Regions from separate parts of the Pan paniscus genome. Here region 1 is linked to region 2. Evidence: chromatin contacts called from public Hi-C data. All regions are on one chromosome and are shown on one strand. The core of a region is the stretch at or near the end of the contact, and the rest is flanking DNA. Distances in the headings are between cores, read along the strand shown. Region 1 holds the start of LOC129394449 (a long non-coding RNA gene). Region 2 holds the start of SOST (sclerostin).

Region 1 (6,745 bases), core at 3,746-6,245, 57 kb before region 2:
TCTCCCTGAAGCTTTGCCTGCAGTGCCCTCGTAAAGAAGTTGGCAAGAAGCAGGAGTGAGGCTCAGCCCCTCTCTGAAATGGATACGCCGGTTGCTCCCCCTCATGGCTGGTCTCATTTGCCTTCTTCATTTTTAGACACATTCCAAACTTTTCAGCAAATTATAGTGTTTGCCAACTGGCCGTCTGGGGCCCAGGAGAGATGCTATTTATAGCGATGCTGGGATGCTGCCATCCCAGAGCAGCCTGGTAAGAAACGGAGCCAGAGTGCCTGGGAGTGGCGTCCTGCACCCTGGGGAGAGGCCAGGGCCCTGGAGCAGGGTGGCAAAGCTGGTGGCCCGTGGCAAGGACCACCGGCACATCCCCCGCCTGCCTGGGCCCTGGGGTCTGTGCCCATACCCCACACGGGGGGCCGCTTCCGTGCTCCTTGGAGAGACGATGGTGCTGCGGGGCCACTGAGCACAGTCAAGGCTAAGACCCACCATAGGTCAGCCCTTGCTCATGCTGACTGTTGCCCCATTTCCCTTCATTCTCTCACTCGTTCATTCCTCAGAATCTGCATCCTGGTTTTGTCACTACCTGGAGTTGTAAAGATACCACCAAGCTCACCTTGTGGTGTGAGCCTTGATTTTCCCCATCTGTGTAAAGGGTGGATCTGAGCTCCAAAGTTCCTTCTAGTCATATGCAGAGTGCATAATAAATGTGTTTGTATTCCCACTGTGCTCAGTGGGCACTGGGGCATGCAGAAGAGAAATTGGAATAAATGTAACCCTTGTCCTCCAGAGGCTCAGTACCAGACTGGAACCAGGACCCAGATGAGGGGCCTACCCAGAGAGGGCAGCGTGCTCTCCTATTTGTGTTAGGCGTTACCATTTACAAAGGGCTTTACGGCTTTGAAGGTCCCCACAACGCCCTGAGGAGGTGAAGTGTGGCAATGCCCGTTCACTCGGGAAAATACTGCATCTCAGAGAGACCAAGGGACTCGCTTAAGGTCACACAGATACAGTAAGTAAGTAGGGAAAGAGCCGGGGCCTCTGGGCTCCTTTTCCAGGGCTCTGGCCTTGGTTTTAACCCGTTCTCCTAGACCTCTCAGTCTCTGGGCCTCCCCTCTGTGTTCCCCACCCCCACTTTCCATCAAGAGCTCAGTTCTCTTAAGTTCTATATTCTCTCTTCCCCACCCCTAGAAATCTCTGCCCGCTTCCAGAAAAGGCTTTGATTCCGTCATTTTTGGCATTTCCCACCCAGGAATCAAGGCTGCCTCCTCTGCGAGGAAGGCGTGTGGAAGGCGAGCAGCTGAGGACACCTCTTTTTAAGAGAAGCTTCTCCATGTTCTTAGCCAGGTTATATAACTTCTTTTGCTTCTTTCTTTTCCACATTCTCCATATTTTTCACAATGAGGATGTGTCACTTCTATAGTTAAAAATGGAAATCTTCATTTAAAAGAACAATCAGACACAAGGCAAGGTATGCTTACCTTCCCAATGACCAAGGAGCAGGGAGACATTGGTCGTGGAGGCCATAGGTGACCAGCCTTGAGGGAAGGGAAGGAAGGGGAGGTGCAGGGAGGCGCAGCGGAGGCACCCGAGTGTGCTCTACGAATGTAAGTCTGCCAGCTGCTCCTCTGTGCCTAGCACCCTGGAAAGCGCCCACACACAGTGGGCCCTCAGCAAACTCCCACTGAGCAAAGGGCCCTGTGAGTAAGGACCTAGAAGCAGGGTGTGCTTGAGGCATGGGGTGGGAGGGCATCCAGCTTGGCTGGCGGTGGGAGCCGATGCAAAGGTGAGCTGAGACCAGACGGTAGAAGACCTTCAGTGCTGGGCCGAGGAGGGTTCCTTCATCCCATAGAGAAGAGCTGCCATCCAAGACAGAAGGCTGGGGAGTGACATGTTGAAATCAGTATCTTAGGAAAATAAAGCCACTGGCTGGGCCACTGGCTCCCCTTTGTAGAGGGGTCTACGAAGCTCCCGAGGTTTCAGATAGTCCCTGAGAGCCCTTCCCCTGGCGATGGGCTCCGTTTGAGGCATGTCCAGTGTGAAAGGACCACAGGCCACCTGAGGGACAGGACCAAGCAGAGAGCTAGTGACAGAATGCCCAGGGCTCCAAGACAGGGCTGGAGAGGTGGGAGTGGTCCCCACCTTGAGAGCCAAAGGGGCTGAGGGCTGAGGGTTGAAGGCCGAGAGCCAGGAAGGTCCAGGGGAGCAAAAGGGGGAGCAGAGGGGGAGCTGGAGGTGTTGGGGTGGTGGGTAGAGAGCCAAGATAGGGAGGGGACAAGAGAGGGGAGAATCTCAAGGAAAAGCAGGAGCATGAGACTGAGAGAAGGCCCCTGGAACACTGGCTTGAATGTGGCCGACATTGGCACTGCCAGTACTAATCCCAAACCAGGGAGCTCAGCCAGCGCCCTTTCTGCATGTCCGCTCTTTCATCAGACAGCTAGGAACAAGTTATACGAGATGATGTCCAAGTCCAATAAATGTCCAAGTCCTTTCCACTGGATCTGGCCCCAGCCTCCTCTCTGAACCATCTCCTATCACTCCACCCTATCCCTGCTGGCTCCTTCTGCTCCAGCCATACAGGCTTGCTCCTGGGCTCAGCTTGTGCCTGCCTGGGGAGCCTCGCGCTTGCTGTTTCCTCCTTGAGAAATTCCTGCCCTGGATAACTCCTTCCCCCACTTCCTTCAGATCTCTGCTCCCTTATCAGGGGGCTTCCCCTGGCTGCCCTATCTATAACAGCACTGACCACTCTTTTCCTCTTCTCCTGCTTTCTTTGTCTTCCTGTTCTTATCACTAAGACATCACACATGTCTTAGTTGGCTTGTTTATATTCTGTCTCCACCCATCTTAGTCAGCTACTGCTGAAATGATGCTGTGTAACAAACCACCCCGATACTCAGAGGCTCCAAACAAGTGCTGATCTTTCTTATTTGTGAGTCTGTGTGTCAGCCCGAGCAGGGCAGCTCCAGGCTGTGGCTTGGGTTTGGGTGGACTCCATGTCTCTCTCCATTCTCCTTGGACCAGCAGCTCCCTGGGGCACATGCTTCTCTTGGAGAATGGCAGGAACTTAAAAGCCAAGCCAAACCTCACAGCACGGTTAAGGGTGATCATGACACACCGCTAACATTCTAGTGGCCAAAGAAGTCTCATGGCCAAGTGTAATAGCAGTGGATTGGGCAAGTTTACTCTCTTACACCTGTTGTGAAGGGGAGTGGGAGGGGATGGGGGGTGACCGTTTTCACAACAACAGTGCAAACTATCCCATCTCCCAATAGAACATAAACACCTTAAGGCTGGAACTGGGTCTGTATCCCCAGCACTTAAAATAGTTTTTGGCATACAGTAAGGGTGCAATAGACATTTGTTAAATAAATATACAGACTAACCAATTAGCATAATACAGATGACAAAGGTGTCTCTCTTCTGCCAGCTTCTGTGCCTGAAATGTTGATGATCTCCTCCCTATCTTCCTAACATCTCTCCTGTCCCCACCTGTCCATGCCCAGGGTTTGGCTGCTGTGACAGAAGTGTGAGAGCCTCCTGTCTCCCTTGGGCTCCCAGTAAGAGCTTCCATGCCACTCTCCCTGCTCACCTGGGCTCCCATCCCTGGGGACCTTCTGGAAACAGCTTCCAGGGCTCCCAGAGCTTACTTAGCCAGATTCTACATCTGGCTCCAGCTGTTATCCTAAGCTTGGCCTTGTTTTCTGATCTGACCACAGCTTCATCACTCCTACCTGACTGTGGGATTCTAGCCCCCAGTGGGGTGGGGGACCAAGGATGACAATTACCTGGGACCTTGACTATTGAAAGGCTAATCAGGCTTGATTGGGAAAAAAGAGTTGCTAAAAAGGATTGTATTGGATAATTGGTGAGATTTGAACATGGATTTTATATTAGTATTGTGTTATTACATTTTCTGATATTAGTCATTCTTTTTTTTTTTTTTTTTTTTTTTTGACGGAGTCTTGCCCTGTCACCAGGCTGGGGTGCAATGGTGTGATCTCGGCTCACTGCAACCTCTGCCACCCGGGTTCAAGCGATTCCCCTGCTTCGGCCTCCTGAGTAGCTGGGACTACAGGCGGGCGCCACCACACCCAGCTTATTTTTGTACTTTTAGTAGAGACAGGGTTTCAACATGTTGGCCAGGATGGTCTCGATCTCTTGACCTCGTGATCTGCCCGCCTCAGCCTCCCAAAGTGCTGGGATTACAGGCATGAGCCACCGCTCCCGGCCGTTAGTCATTCTTATAGGTATGTAAGAAAATGTCCTTGAGGTATTTAGCAGGGAAGTTCATGATCTCTGCAGCTTACTCACAAATGGTTAAACAGAATGAGACTAAGAACAGACTAGTAAGAAAAGACTGAAGATTATAATTATTAGGCCAGGTGCAGTGACTCACACCTGTAAATCCCAACATTTTGGGAAGCTGAGATAGGAGGATCACTTGAGGCCAGGAGTTTGAGACCAGCCTGGGCAACATAGTGAGACCCCATCTCTACAAAAAAAAAAAAAAAAAAGTAAAAATTACGTGGGCATGGTGGTACACGCCTGTAGTTCCAGCTTCTTGGGAGGCTGAAGTGGGATGATCAGAGGACCTCAGGAGTTTGAGGCTGCAGTGAGCTATGATTGCAGCACTGCACTCCAGCCAGGGAGACAGACTGAGGCCCAGTCTCTAAAAAAAAAGGAATCTATGTGAGTCTATATATTCGTGCAACTTTTCTATAGGATTGAAACTCTTTAAAATAAATTTAATAATAAAAACAAAAGCTGGTGGGTGAGACCTTTCATGTACTCTCCAGGAGAGTTAAGCCCCCCCACATTCCTGTCCCCTTGTTTACTCTCAAGCACCCCCTCCCCCACCCAAGGAACAGGGCTTTGTTTACTGAGCATCTCAGAGATGAGCTCTCACCCCCTGATTTCATCAATTATAAATGTGCTCGCTACTCACCACACGGCAATTTGTGACGGACTGTGGTTTGTGGTGAGAGTAGCACCATCCAAGTTCACCGCAGCCGCGAGTAGAGATGAGGGTTGGGGCCAGACACAGGGCTGTGGGGGCGGCAAGGGCACACAGGCAGCCCTGCCACCTTCCTGTTTGTCAGCCAAGTGAGGCTTCCCAGGGCAGCGGGCGAGCGGGTCACTACTCAGGGCCAGCTACTGCGGCCAGGCCAGGCTAGTCAGGTCTGTGCAGCCAGAACCAGAGGCTCCGCCAGGATGTGAGGTCTCCCAGCTCCTGGGAACTGAAGCAAACACTCTGACTACCCCTTCTTGAAGTGCCTTACGGTGTATACATTTGTTTAATCTGCACAACAAACCTAGGAGCAGTTATTGTTACTGTCCTCATTTTGCAGATGAGGAAACTGAGGCAAAGAGAAATTAAGTAACTCCTTCAAAGTCTGGTAAGTGACAGAACCAGATTTTACCCTCTTACTCATTGTCCATATTGCCGAGTAACTTACATTAATAGATACTATGCATGTTTATTTTATTTTTTATTTTTTTTTAGAGATGGGGTCTCATTCTTTTTTTTTTTTTTTTGAGACGGAGTCTCGCTCTGTCGCCCAGGCTGGAGTCCAGTGGGGCGTGATCTTGGCTCACTGCAAGCTCTGCCTCCCTGATTCACTCCATTCTCCTGCCTCAGCCTCCCGAGTAGCTGGGACTACAGGCACCCGCCACCACGCCCGGCTAATTTTTTGTATATTTAGTAGAGTCGGGGTTTCACCGCGTTAGCCAGTATGGTCTCGATCTCCCGAACTCGTGATCCGCCCGCCTCGGCCTCCCAAAGTGCTGGGATTACAGGCGTGAGCCACCGCGCCCGGTCCTCATTCTTTCACTCATACTGGAGTGCCGTGGTGCAATCTCAGCTCACTGTAGCCTCAACTCGGGGCTCAAGCAATCCTGCCACCTCAGCCTCCCGAGTAGCTGGGACCACAGGCGTGCCACCACACCCAACTAATTTTTGCATTTTTTGTAGAGACCGGCTTTTGCCATGTTGCCCAGACTGGTCTCGAACTCCTGAGCTCAGACAGTCCACTTGCCTCGGCCTCCAAAAGTGCTGGGATTACAGCACCACGCCCAGCCGATACTATGCATGTTTAACTGACACCTAATGATTAGGTAGCAACAATTTCTTGGCTGCCTTATTCACCTTCATGACCCCCAACATTGAAAATGTCTTTTCCCATGTGAAAGCATTTGTGGGCTCCTACTGCCAATCTATAAAGTAGAAATCCTTCTGTGGTACAAAGCCCTCTTTCTTATCTAATTTCCCATTTCCTGTTCCCCCTTCCCCCTTCTGCTAAGAGCTCTTCCCTACCCACATTTTAAGTAGGGCCGGGGAGCTAACTCCACCTTGCAAACTCCAAATCAACCACGTGACCCAGGCCTGACCAATCAGGGCTCCAAATCCTCTAGCTATAGTGATTGGTTTAGGGAGGGACATGTGACCCGCCTGAGCCAATGAGCATCTGTTCTGGGACTCCTGTCTGAACTCTTGGGAAAATAAACTCCTTATGTTGGGTGGCTGAGGGGATGAATGTGAGCTGGGAGCTGCAAGCAGGCATCATGCTATTCCCTTCAGCTTTCAAGTAGTGTTTTCACTGCTATTAACAATTCCAAATCTTAAGTGTTCCTTGCATCTTCCTCTCGCCAAAAATATTACAGTACTGGAGGGCTTACATGGTGTCTCAAATGTCTGGAGTTTAAATCTGCCTTGCAGCTTCCATGGCCACAGTGAGTGTCTGAGTCCTGGCCGCTT
Region 2 (7,587 bases), core at 3,765-6,264:
ACTGTTAATTCATAAAGCAATATTAACATTGTCATTCTCTACAAGAAAAACTTTTGCATAAATAACTTAAGTGAGAAAATAAATATGTAACTTAACTCTTTAAAAACCACTACTTTCATTCTTGTGGACAAGTCCCACGTGGAAGAATTACAAAAAAACGACCAGTCCTGCAGGCTTTCATATGTCATGTGCTTCTGTTTAAAACTTTTTTTTTTTAACAATTAAAAACTACACAGAAAGTAAGAGGTTGTCTGGAAATGATTTTCAAAAAGATTTTTGGGTGGCAGCTATTATGCTCTGCAGTTTCTCAGCATATGTACAGCACTTGTAGTTTTTCCCCCAATAATATTCTTTTAGTGTAAGATATGCCATCACATGTAAGAGCAGTAAGAAGCTGTTTTCTAGGCAGAAATGTGTCTGTGAGTGGCGGGCAGAAGGCGGTGTCTCAAAAGGGATGTGCTGGTCTGTGAGTTTGTGACGGCTGCTCCCTCGGGCCTGCAAGGCCAGTGTCCTTGAACCTTTCACTTCTCTTCGGAAGGTGACTTTAAAATATGGCTATGGGTCGGGGGAGGGATGCTGCTCTTTGGGAAGTTGGGGCGGATGTGATTTCTATCCCTCCCACCACCCTCGGACCCTCTCCTTTTCTACCCCAATGGATGATGTTATTTCTTTGAGATGGAGGGGTGGAGGTAGCCAAACATCTGGGGAAGCCAGGCTGGGAAGCAGCATAGCTTCTTCCAGGAGTTTGTCAGCCGTAAATATGTCAGCCATAAATAGACTCTTTACTTTTTTTTTTTTTTTTTCTGTTTGTTTTTCATCTTTGGCTGTCAGAAGAGAGCATCACAACTCTGAAATCTGGAAGTGACCTTGGCACTGAATCAATGCAACCGCATTCATTCTTTCTCTTTCTCTCTCTCTCTCTCTCACCTCTGCCCATTCAAAAGGCACTGGAGTCCTTGGAATCATATGCCAATAGTCTCCTCGAGATCCTATTCCCACCTCCACCCTCATTTTACAAAGTGGAAATTGAGGTCCCGAAGGAGAATTGTGTAGTTCAAGGTTACACAGCAAGTTAGTGGCAGAGCCAGGACTAGAAACCACATCTACAGTTGCCCCCAGTCTTGTGCTCTGGGCACGCCTCAGGCTTTCTGATGGGCAGCGAGGTGCAAGGGGGAATCTTATCCAACTTTCTTAACCAGTCCCTGGACTTTCACACTCCCACACCGCTCCCTTAAAACCCCAGGGCGGTGAAAATGCTTCCATTTCTGCCTCCTCTGAAGTGGGACCAGCAAAGGTAGGCGGCCCCAGAGGCGGGGCTGCGTGGCTCAGTGTCTGTGACTCTCAATTCCCTCCCCTGCCCCGTGGGACCCCTCAGCTGGCGGGCTGAGGGGGGCCTTGCCGGCGCCCGGGATTCCTCAGGGCCTGGAAGGTCTCAGCCCCCTGCCCTGGGTTGCAGGCATTTACAATGAAATATAAACAATCAAACCACGCGCAGAGGACAGAAATGTGGGGCGCGGGTTCAGGGCCGGGGCGCCCGCCGGTGGGGAGGGGCGCGGGCGGGGTCTAGTAGGCGTTCTCCAGCTCGGCCTGGTTGGCTTTGGCGCTCCGGGCGCGGGGCCGCGGCTTCCGGCCCTTCTGCGGCCGAGCGGCCTCGGTCCCGAAGTCCTTGAGCTCCGACTGGTTGTGGAAGCGGGTGAGGCGCTTGCACTTGCACGAGGCCACCAGGCGCACCTTGCGCGCGCGCGGCGCCGCACCACCGGGACACAGCAGCTGCACGCGCTGCGCGCGGTAGCGGTCGGGGATGCAGCGGAAGTCGGGCCCACTAGGTCGCCACCACTTGCCGCGGCCGATGGCGTTGGGCAGCAGGCGCGCCGGGCCGCACTGGCCGGAGCACACCAGCTCGGTGACCGGCTTGGCGCTGCGGCACGGCCCATCGGTCACGTAGCGGGTGAAGTGCAGCTCGCGGCAGCTGTACTCGGACACGTCTGTGGAGAGAGGCGCGCGTGAGGGTGGCCGCCCGCCTGGCCACCCCTGCCCTGGACCGGCCCGTCTCTCTCCACCCCAGCCCTGCTTTTGCCAAGCCTGTCTCCAGAGGCTTTTGCCCCTGAACATCTATTGCAGGAAGGTCCCAGATGCTCTAGAGCTGGTGGAAAGCTCTCCTGCGCACCCTGTCCCCTCGGAGCCAAATGACTGCTGGGGTTCAAACATCAGGGCTCCATCGCTCACTGCAGGTGTCATCTTGGGCAAGTTCCTTAACCTCTCTCTTCTTCCTGTCTGCAAAATGGGCCGCCCCAAGCATTGCGAGTTAATCCATTACACACGCAATGCAGAGAATACCATTTGGCACATATAGCTGAAAGCGTCGGCTGTTATGTATTATTATTATCATTTCTCTTCTGGGGTCTTCTTATGATTTAAGCCACACTTGTGCCGCAGGGTCCCTGGCCTGGGCAGGGTAAGTACTCAGCACACCTTCTGCCTGGCTCTGGCTTCTCCCAAATTCCTTTTCCAGCCACTTGGGAGGGGTGGACAGGGGATGGAGAAAGGAGTAGAGGTTAATTGAAGGTAATAAATCAGGGCAGCTGCTGTGGAGGCGAGGGACTGAAGGGGAGGTGATCAGGACAGGAATTCATTAGACTTGAAAGGAATCAAAGGCAGTGTGTCCAACCCCCTCATTATCAATGAGAATATTGAGGCCCAGCCAGAGAAAAGAAATTGCCCAAAAGCCTGGGGTGCATCTCCGGACTCCACTTCCCTGGGGTCCCAGCACCTTTTGGCTCCGGCAAGAGTGGAGGCTCTGCGTTCGAGCATCCATGGGAGGCTGGGCTGGGGGATGGAGCTGAGGGCTGCTTTTTACTGTAGGTACTTTCCTACCATAGGGGCCCTGAGCTCTGTCCCAAAACCTACAGGTTCAGCTGCCACAAACATTGACCTGGCTCTCTGCTGGGCACATTTCTTGTTCTGTGTTATCTGAATGGGCGCCTCATGGTGATACTCCCTGGGCAGGCAGAGATTGGGCTCTGAGGCCTGGCCTGATCCCCTGCACACACCTTGACCATGTCTCCTATGGTGGACTTAGATGGGTGGGAGCTTTTTAAATAGCTGGTCGTTGTGTGAGTACCAGTCCACCCCCAAAGGTTTCATGGGGATAGTTCCAATGTGACAAGAAAGAATGAAAAATAGTCTGAAGACCAAACCAGAGAGGGGACAGAGAAGGCCACCCCCCACCCCCACTCTGAAGAGCAAGCACAGCAGGGGAGATGTGGCCACTGCCATCGTCTGGGGCTGCTTTCTGGTTTGTGGGCTGGTTTGCATCCTCACCTCTGCAGGGCTGGAGTGTGTGTGTGGTCAGGGGGGCATTTGCCCAGGGAAGGGGGCATTTTGCGGCTTTTCGAGAATAGCGCCCCTAGGCCAGGCACTTCCTCTGCAGATCATGACTTTGTTTTGAGCATGTGGCTTCCTCGGGGGCTGTGGCCTCTCGTGGGAGTCCAGCAAGGTGGACATTTTGTGTTTGGGTTCCTTACAGCCCTTCAGGCAGTCACTGGAGCCCAGCTGACCTTGCCTAGAAGGGGAGCTGTGGTAGGAGGCGCCCTTGTCCTCCATTTTGAAGACAGAGGGTCCTGGCTGGCCTCCCATGGAGTTGCCCTTTTTAGCACCCCATAGCCCCAACAGGTTGTGAGGCAGGGAGGGCTGGGGTCCAGGAGCCTGGGCAGTGGACTTCTCTGCCACCTGGATAATGGTCAGAGGACAGGGAAGCTCTTAGTCTGAAGTGTCATTCCAGACGCCCCCATGGCCTCATGATTCCTGCCAATAGTAGAGCCAGATGCACACTGTCACCTGGGCTTCTCTGTGCAGGCCTGACCAGGAACCCAGGGTTCCTCTTCCTTCTCCCTCCCCTGGAATGAGGCAAGGTTGGGACTGGGGTGGCTGCTGAGGACAGATGTCCCTACTCCTGCACAGAGGATGCTGCTCTCCCCTCCAGGGCCTGGACTCAGCTGCACCCATGTCAGGGGCTAAAACTGTGCCGAAAACTCCCATTCCTTCAAGTGCCAGCTCCCTGGGCAGGCCGTGGGCAATGCACACTGCAGGGGTGCCTCTCTGGCCTTCCTCTCCCACTGCTTTGTGGAGATCTGTCCCCCACACCCCCCCACACACCAGGGCTATCTTGCAGTTGGATCAAACCAGGTTCACACCTCAGCTCTTCTCACTACCAAGTTACTGAGTGCCTGGAGCCTGTTTCTTCCCCTTCGAGCTGGGGGTTCACCTCCTGGGGATTCCATGATGTGGGTCTGTGTGGTGGGGACAGCCACCACCAGCATAGAGTGTCTGGTGCCCCACAGGTGCTGTTCTGTGGATGGGAGGCTCCCTTACCTTGTTCCCTTCCCAGTGGTACCAGCAGCTGGACGTGGCTCCTATATTCCCAGGAGGAGATTCTTTAAAACCTTTTCTTTTCTGAGCCCCTGAGCCTGTTCTGATGCCCTGATGCCATACCCTCACCACCCCAGCCTCCTCCCTGCCCTGGGCTCTCACCAACGTCTGTTGCCTCATGCCTCTGCACCTGAATTTGAAGGCTGCACCAGCGAGCCATCCTTCCCCCACCTCCAGGCAAGACTGTTCCTCGACCAGTGCTGGCAGAGGCCAGCAATCTTCACTGGGTCTACCCCAGTCTTCCAAGCCTCCCAAAGAGAAGTTTCTAAAACCTCCCCAGGATCTTTTACTAAGAATTCTCTCCTCCACCCCATACCTTTGGTCTCAAAGGGGTGGTGGGGAGGCCGCCCTCCGTTCTCCGCCCGGTTCATGGTCTTGTTGTTCTCCAGCTCCGGTGGAGGCTCGGGGTACTCTCCGAGCTCGGGGATGATTTCCGTGGCATCATTCTTGAACGCCTGCCACCCCTGGCCCTCCACTACACAGAAGGCTGTGTGTACCAGCAGGCAGACGAGACACAGGGCCAGTGGGAGCTGCATGGTGCCAGCCAGAGGAGGGCACGCCACCTTCCAGTAGCACAGGCTCTGGTCTCCAGCCGAGACACGGTCGCCTTTTTAAAGCCCCTCTCTGCTTCATGCCAGCCAATGAGGACAGGCTGGGGCAGGGCTGGTCCCATGTTTCCCTCAGCCCCGGGGGGAGGGAAAGGGGTGTGCTCAGAGCAAACCCTCCCCAAAGACTTCTCCTCTAGCTCAGCAAACTTCCAAATTGCTGCTGGCACTCCCAGGTGACCCAGAGAGAGGGAGCGTGTGAGGCAGGGCCCAAGCCTGCTCTCCGGCACCTCCCACGTGCTGGCGGCTGTGGTTTTCAGATATCAAAATGAGCTCCGGCTTTTAATTGTCTGTCTCCCTGGGCCCTCGGGCATTCTCAAAACAAACTGTGGACCCGCTCAACAAAGAAAATGTGCAGTTCTGAGTGCTTCGCGGGGCTGAGCCCGGCCTATTCCATTTCTCAGGCCAAGTTCATTTGTCACCCCACCAACAAATGGCCCAAGGCGTTTCTGTTTGACCCCCATAGACCCAGCCAGAGGCAAAAAGATGCTTTTAAAGAAATCCCATTGGTCCCAACTCCACAAGTCTCAGCATTCATTGTCCTAACCAAGAAAGCCTCTCTTGGTATTCTCTGGAAGGCAAGAGAGAGAACTAGAGGGTCAGAGCAAGGGTGCCCACTTGGGAGAGGGGGCAGGATTCTGGTTACAAATCGAGGATGCGCTGGTCACTCAGGCTCCTGTGATAGACAGCACAGAGGAAATCCCAGCTCATGCTCCTCAGGGATCCTGTGCACTGTGACAGGCACTTCTGAGCCAGGGCACTTACTGTGGCTCGCAGGGTGATGTGCTGAAGACAGTCATTTCCCCAACCAGTCTGTGTGTGTGAGAAGACAACACCAAATTCCTTTCCTTAGCAAAAGCCACAGCCAGCGTTTTTAGTGCTGACATTTTATTTTCTTGTCTTCCAGCTGGTTACATTTTTCAAAAACAGTTTTGAGTCCTGTATGGAAAGCTTCATTGGTGCACACCACAGGATGTGTTCCATGAAGCCATCCCAGGACCAACTGGTCACAAAGAAGCTAAGAGAAAATGTTGCCTTGGCCCTGCATATAATGAGCCACACAGGGCCGGGGCGGGGGGCGGGGGGGCAGGTAGAGGCGTGGGGGAGAAGGGTTCACACCTGAGGTGCAAGAAGAGAAAGGAAGGCCAGAGGAGTCTTTCATTGAAGACAGATTGTTTGAGGACAAGCAGCTCCTGTGAAGAGGCTGCCCAGACCCTCTGGTATTTTAACTGGGCAATGAATCAGTATGCCCCACCTGCAGAGCCTCTGCAAGTCCTTTGCCACCTGCCTCAACTTGCAAGTCGCTGTGTCCATCTGCAGCCGACTGTCCTCCTTTCCATCATCCATCATCCGACACATGAATGCAGCTGCTCTGACAGTTTTACAAGCCAGACAGAAGCCCCCTCAGGAAGGGCCCTCTCTGATACCTGCTTCCTAAGTCAGTTTCCTTCAGGGCAGATGAAAACAGCTGTGGCCATTGTTGGGGGTGATCTATCTCTCCCAGCAGAGCCGGTAGTGTTGTGAGAAGCTGGCCCTCCGCGCCTCCTCCCCTTGTCTATGACCCTCCAGCCTCCTTTTCCCTTGCTCTGGAATGTGGACTGTTAACCCTCTCATGACCAGATGACTGCCTTCTTGCAATGGACTTGGGAGAGAGCAGTTCTGATGCCTGGGTTCCTTGAGCAGGTAGGATGGATGCTTATAGCCCCACCTGCTGTTGGGAGCGGCTGGACCGTCTGCATTAAACAGAGGCAGTGGGATTCATCCCTGGAACGCGTCTGCCACCTGCTGGAGACAAAAGGAGGGGTGACTGCAGGATGGCAAGTCTCAGGACTGGACGTGCTTTCCTTTCCTTTCCTTTCCTTTCCTTATTTGGAAGTGAAGTAATATTAAAAGGAAAAAGAAGAATCCAGTGGACTTGAACCTCCAAATGATCCACACCCCTCTGAATGGCTCAGCGAGAACCTGCTGTGACATCTTCTGCCGTTTCATTTAATGTTAAGTCATTGACAGCTCTTTATTTTTACTCAGTCCACAAACTTGTCATTGTTCACAGTATTCCCTGGAATTAAACCCCCAGGGTTTTAGCTGATTCCTATTGTGAGTAGTTTAGGTTATTTCCAATTTTTTTTCCTATTTTCAGCAGGGTTGCTATGAACATCCTTGTACGGCTGAAATTTTTTTTTTTCTTTTTTTTGGCAGATTCTCTCTGTGGCCCAGGCTGCAGTGCAGTGGCACAATCTTGGCTCACTGCAACCTCCACCTCCTGGGTTCAAGCAATTCTCCTGCCTCAGCCTCCCGAGTAGCTGGGATTACAGGAATGCACCACCACGCCTGGCTAATTTTGTATTTTTAGTAGAGACGGGGGTTTCTCCATGTTACTCAGGCTGGTCTCGAACTTCTGACCTCAGGTGATCTGCCCAACTCGGCCTCCCAAGGTGCTGGGATTAGAGGCATGAGCCACAATGCCCGGCCTCGGAGTAATTTTTTAAATTAAAATTTTAAAATGTGGATATAATTATAAATTTAAATATACTTATAAGAAATAAAAGCCTGG

The links. Hi-C and Micro-C count contacts between places; a contact is called where the count stands out from the background.
Region 1: a contact with region 2 is called in a Hi-C map of induced pluripotent stem cells, with 3 times the contacts expected there. The contact joins the enhancer-like site here to the promoter of SOST in region 2. A contact is called at or near these places in 2 of 3 Hi-C or Micro-C datasets (fibroblasts and induced pluripotent stem cells).

The regions. Positions count from the first base shown.
Region 1 is chr19:21,205,476-21,212,220 of NHGRI_mPanPan1-v2.0_pri, reverse strand. It overlaps LOC129394449 (a long non-coding RNA gene), which reads right to left and starts at 1,668. Exons shown (of 4, transcript XR_008621732.2): 1 at 1,473-1,668. Within about 2 kb of position 4,995, at least 1 of the 2 cell types and tissues checked has open chromatin away from gene starts, as enhancers often do.
Region 2 is chr19:21,147,190-21,154,776 of NHGRI_mPanPan1-v2.0_pri, reverse strand. SOST (sclerostin) reads right to left here and starts at 5,014. Exons shown (of 2, transcript XM_003828171.5): 1 at 4,745-5,014; 2 at 1-1,985. The coding sequence starts at 4,964. The coding sequence ends at 1,564.